Regions from separate parts of the Mus musculus genome. Here region 2 is linked to region 1. The links are chromatin contacts, called in public promoter capture Hi-C maps. All regions are on one chromosome and are shown on one strand. The core of a region is the stretch at or near the end of the contact, and the rest is flanking DNA. Distances in the headings are between cores, read along the strand shown. Region 1 overlaps Ppp4r4 (protein phosphatase 4, regulatory subunit 4). Region 2 holds the start of Serpina6 (serine (or cysteine) peptidase inhibitor, clade A, member 6).

Region 1 (2,866 bases), core at 184-2,683:
ACTCAGCAGGGGGTCATGTGGTACTCACAAGGTAGCCTTCCGGGGCTGTGCATCTTTACTTCCACTACTCTTTGGATCGGCTGTGTTACCTGGCCCACGGGAAGTGCTGGGCATGACAGGGTTAGGAGAAAAGGAAGCTGGAACACTGCTGGCATTTCGAGTTCGGAATGAGTCATCTGGAAATGGAGAGGCAGAGGCATTGATATACTCAGAAAGATGATTACCAAGGAGAGAACATGCCAGACAGTGGGCTTTTTTCTCTTCTTAAGTCAGTGTTATAAAGGTATAATTTACACAGTAGAGTGTACTACATTAAGATTTGGCATGTGTATAATCCACTGCCATGACCACAATCGAGATGTGAAAACACGCTACCACTAAATGTCCTCCTGGGCCCATCAGAGTCACTCCTCCTCCAGCTCCTCTTCTACAGACCTCCGATTTCCCCTCATTAAAGAGTAGCTTGCACTTCCTAGAATTTTACATAGAAAAACTCATAGAGAATATACCATCTCACTTTCTTCGTGTGATCAGTAAAACTGAAATTCATCCATATAGGAATATTAGTGCTTCATAACTGGTGTTATATGGGTGCCTAACATTTGTCCTAAATGCTTACTGACAGACATTTAGATAATTCTAGCTACTGACTATGATAAATAAAACCACTATGAACATTTGTATGTAAATCTGCATGTGACTATGTTTTAATATTTCTCAGTGAATGCTTAGGACTAGATGTGCTGGATTTCTTAATGTGTTTAACCTCAGATGAAATTGCCAACACACTGTCTTTCTCCTTTGCTTCACCTCTTGTGAATGGAAGCCTGCAGGATGCTCTTTATCCTTGACCTTTGCATTATTAGCATTTCAATTTCAGACTTGTTAGTGAGTAACAAGCAGCAGAGCATTTTTTCATTGCTTCCGCTCTGCTCTGCTCTGCTCTGCTCTGCTCTGCTCTGCTCTGTTCTGCTCTCTGTTCTGCTCTCTATTCTGCTCTCTGCTCTGCTCTGCTCTGCTCTCTGCTCTGCTCTCTGCTCTCTGCTCTACTCTCTGCTCTCTGCTCTACTCTCTGCTCTCTGCTCTGCTCTCTGCTCTCTGCTCTGCTCTGCTCTGCTCTGCTCTCTGCTCTACTTTCTGCTCTCTGCTCTACTTTCTGCTCTGCTCTCTGCTCTGCTTTGCTCTGCTCTGCTCTGCTCTCTGCTCTCTGCTCTGCTCTCTGCTCTGCTCTGCTCTGCTCTCTGCTCTCTGCTCTGCTCTCTGCTCTCTGCTCTGCTCTGCTCTCTGCTCTGCTCTGCTCTCTGCTCTGCTCTCTGCTCTACTTTCTGCTCTCTGCTCTACTTTCTGCTCTGCTCTCTGCTCTGCTTTGCTCTGCTCTGCTCTCTGCTCTGCTCTCTGCTCTGCTCTCTGCTCTTCTCTGCTCTGCTCTCTGCTCTACTCTCTGCTCTCTGCTCTGCTCTCTGCTCTGCTCTCTGCTCTGCTCTCTGCTCTGCTCTGCTCTCTGCTCTGCTCTGCTCTCTGCTCTACTTTCTGCTCTCTGCTCTACTTTCTGCTCTGCTCTCTGCTCTGCTCTGCTCTGCTCTCTGCTCTGCTCTCTGTTCTTCTCTGCTCTGCTCTCTGCTCTCTGCTCTCTGCTCTCTCTCTGCTCTGCTCTGCTCTGCTACAGGGTCTCCTATCCGAAGATGAACTTGAACTCCCGACCCTACCACCTCCCACTCCTGAGTGCTAGGACTGCAGGCATACACTGCTATGTTCTACTTTCTCACTGCTTTTAATTGGTCTTCCCTAATCACTGGAGATGCTAAACATCTTTTCATACACTCACATCTTTACCTACTTTAAAAGTTCACATTCAAATCTTTTGTCCTTTTTAAGCTTAGCTGCCTAGGCTTAGACTTCTCTGAACATCCTGGAACAGGTCCTTTTCAGATCAGGAACAGTATGCATATTTTCTCCCACTTCAGGTCTTCACTTGTGTTTTTCTATGACCCTATCTCAAAATCCTGAAATTCTAACACAATATACTATGTCACTACTATTTTGCTATGGTTAATATAATTATCTATCTATCTGCCCCAAAATTACAGACTTCCTTCCATATCTTCAAAAATTTGCAATGTTACCTTTTGTGCTTAAGTTTATATTTTGAGTTAATTATATCTATAAAGGTGAGATATGAATTGAGGTTGAAGTTTGGGTTTTCTTTAATAATAAGTACCCAATTGGTCTAGTGCTATTTTTGAATGTATGGTAATGATTTGGTAATGACATCATTAAGTAACTCTCATGACCAATGCACTTCAGATTTCCAGTGATATTTATGGTCTACCATGTTGATTTCTGTGTCTGGATATCAATGCTTTAATTATAGAAAGTATCTATTCTGAAAATAAAAACACTTTTGCAAACTATCTGGTATGTTATACATAGTTTCCATAAGAATAAAATGAACATAGTAAAAGGGAAGACAGAAATGTAGCTAAACTCTTAGGATTTCAGGTCCCATAAAATTAAAGGTCACTATTATCTACTGTAACATTTATCGATCATTATTATAGATCTTAACCAATATTTCCAATATATAAAATTAGAAAGCCACAAGTAATTTTTAGTAGTATATTCTATTTTTTCTATGAATAATTCTGTCTTCTACTATAAGGACTTTGAACCAAACATTGGCCTAGGTGGTTAAGTTTCTTCAGCATACAGTGCCCATGGCTGCTGCCACACTGCAATGGCAGAGTTGGGTGACTGTGACTAGCCCACAGTGACTAGAATATTTACAACCTGGCCACTATATGAATCTTCTGGCCCTCAGAACAAACTTCTAAGTACATAAGATAGTAAATGGATTATGCTCAACTTC
Region 2 (2,866 bases), core at 238-2,737, 48 kb before region 1:
CTAAGAAAAGCTATAGGAAATGAACAAAGTCCACCCAGGAGGCAGTCTATGTGGGCTGCTAACACCAGCCTGTGGAAGCCGGGTGGCTCAGACCTGTTGGAGTGCACACCATGATAACTAACACACACCTGACTCTGCTTTCCCAGTGCTGGAATTAAAGGAGCATACCAGTACACTCAGCTAGCTATGAAAAATATTTATTCTACAAATCAAGATGAGACAAATCTTTGGCAATAATGTCCAAAATTGGCTTACAAACTAGAAATCTTGAAAGGGGCAACAATTATTAACAAAACTGGACTGCCCAAACTTCGAGGCATGACCTCTAACCTTCCTTATTTCCCATGGGAGCAGCGCCCTTCATCCTTTTTTGGAAGTGATGCTGCTGTCAATCAAGCACAGGGCTCTGGGCTCGGCTTGGGGCTTGGGGCTTGGGGCTCGGGGCTGTAGGCTCAGGGTTTGGGACACAGAGCTCTGCACTTGAGGCCCCAGGGCTCAGGGTTCGTGGTGGGTATTCACAGAGGCACATTCCCTTGGACCGTGTGGTTGGTGCAGGGACAGACAAATACTTCTGTCCACAGTCCTCTGAGGGGCTGAAAGAAACTGTGAGGCCATACATACGTACGTACGTACATACATACATACACACATTAATTTTCCCTTTGCTTTTAGCCTGTGAGATCCACGAGATCGCACCAACTAAGGCTCTGGCAGGCTCTTTCTCCCCACTGCAACAGAAGTACTATGGAATGAGAGGAGAAGAAGGAGAAGAAAGATAGTGACTGACTGGAGACCCTGCAGCCTTTCCACTCCTTGGAAGTCCTAGTTATAAAGGAAAACAAAGAAACACAAATAGTATTTCTTTGATGTGTGCCTCCTGCGACAAAAGTGATCTGGAGAGTAAACGCACGGGTGAGAGTAAGAGAGCTGGACTTCAGGAGGGAATTGGCTGCAGGGCAGTTCATTCCATCTCCAGCCCTTCTCAGTTTCCTTCTTTAAAGAAGAGACATTGCTAAGGTACAGAGCTCAGTGGCAGAGCCCTTGACCAGCATGCATAAGGTCTTGGGTTCAACCCCGGTGACAACAGAAAACTTCAATTAAAAGCACAACTAGGTCAAGACAATCTCATAAAGAAGGGAGATCGTAGCAGTCTGTTCAGTGAATCATTGGGAGGCCTGAGATAACCCAGGGAAAGACCTTGGACAGTCACACATTCATTCATACATCTCTGTTTCCCCTACCCTTGCCTGATTCTTCCCCTCCTGGTGCCAAGGCACCTGGCTCCTCACAGAGTCCATGCCATGGCGCTTATCAATGACACCAATGAGTCCCCTGCCAGATGGCACAGGGCAACCATGAACCCTGACGCAACTCTAGCCACACTTTGATATTAAAAATAAAACTTCAGGGGACAGCATGCAATGTCGAGCTGATTTGCAGAATTGCTGTGTTTACCCTTACTTTCTATAAAGCTTCCCATTGGTTGATGCTTGGGGGGTGGGGGCCACCAAATGGTGAAGGCCACTGCCCCCCTCCTCTAACCATTAACCAGCAAGACACCAGCAAACAAGATTTAGTGGGGAGTCTCCCCGAAGCCTTACTGTACGTGTGCTAGGATTCCAGACAGCAAAGCAGAGCCAGAAGGAACAGCTGGAGCCCACAGCAGACGTGAGTCACCCCTGACAGTACTCTGTGCCTCTTGCTCCTACCAGGGTCCCTGACTCTATATCTGCTGCACTCCAGAACACAGCAGTGCCTGCTTGCTTGAGATTTTTAATAGATGAACATGAGGGTAGCTAGCTGTGTCATGAGGCGACCATGTGGAATACTTCTTCGATCCCATAGTCTGTGGTTCAGCCACTTGGTTTTGATTTCCCTTCAGCTTCTTACATTGCAGGAGGCTGTCACTGAGAGCTGGGTTTATGCTTTATTGCTACCTGTTGCCTGGTGCCTTAGCATCCAGGAATGAGAAGGAATCTCAGAGCTGAGATGGATTAGTGCCAGGCAGCACTATTGAGTAGGGTTGTAGTGCACAGGTGGTATATGCAGGGACCCTCTAAAGAGTGCCCACACCCCATGCCATAGTAACTCAGTAATGTGTAGTGGGGGGTGATACAGCTGGAGGGAGAATGACCTGCTTCTCTGTGCATCACACCACGTGCTATGATGCCTAAATCCCCGCCTGATCCAAGGCACTTCAGAGAGGCGTGGCAAGGAAGATATTACTAGGAAGAAACACATGACCTTAGTCTTTTTTGTAGGCTGGCCTTAAAGAGCCACCTTGCTGGCCACGTGGTTTTCAGTAGAGAAAGCAAGAGGTGTGACTCTGAAGGTGCACACCCCGACCTACACGGAAGCTCTACATCACCTAGCTCTGGTGTCCCATCTCTACAATGAGGTGCAGGATGCCTCGTGAAGTGAGTGTGCATAATCATGCACTGATGACAGCCACACCAGGCATTCACAACCGTCTTCTGAGGCAGGAGGATTTACTCTCCAGCCTGTAGGTTTGATACAGGGAGAATGAGGCACACAGTTGCACCCAGAAACAGCAGGAAGAGAAAGAAGGCCAAGCCAACTGTTGACTGGGGTATTCCTTCCCCAAGGGGGATTCATAGACAGGTATAGCCCGGTGCTGAAACCAAGATGAAACCAACAAGGCCGGTGGCAGAGAGAAGGGGAGAAGAAAAGCTTCCTGGAGGCAGTAACCAAGCACCTGAATCTCAAAGGCCAAGAGGGAATGAGACAGGGGAGAAAAGGAAGGGGTGGGCCTAGAGGGGAGCCCCATGGGGCAGTCAGAGGAGGGCCATCTTTATCTCCAGGTCTCAGGCCAGGACAGAGCTCAGCAAACACTAAGGGACTGTAG

Evidence for each region. Promoter capture Hi-C pulls out the DNA fragments that hold promoters and counts their contacts.
Region 2: a promoter capture Hi-C map of liver shows a contact between it and region 1. The contact joins the promoter of Serpina6 here to the enhancer-like site in region 1. A contact is called at or near these places in 1 of 39 promoter capture datasets (liver), 7 of 484 Hi-C or Micro-C datasets (cerebral cortex, liver and nephron progenitors) and 2 of 9 other capture datasets (adipose tissue and pancreatic islet).

The regions. Positions count from the first base shown.
Region 1 is chr12:103,607,843-103,610,708 of GRCm38.p6, reverse strand. Ppp4r4 (protein phosphatase 4, regulatory subunit 4) reads right to left here. Exons shown (of 25, transcript NM_028980.3): 24 at 29-176. Among named protein-coding and RNA genes, the nearest start is that of Serpina10, 22 kb to the left of the region's middle. Within about 2 kb of position 1,433, at least 7 of the 459 cell types and tissues checked have an H3K27ac peak or open chromatin away from gene starts, as enhancers often do. A contact at or near this core is called in liver, where this site is marked.
Region 2 is chr12:103,655,839-103,658,704 of GRCm38.p6, reverse strand. Serpina6 (serine (or cysteine) peptidase inhibitor, clade A, member 6) reads left to right here and starts at 1,487. Exons shown (of 5, transcript NM_007618.3): 1 at 1,487-1,668.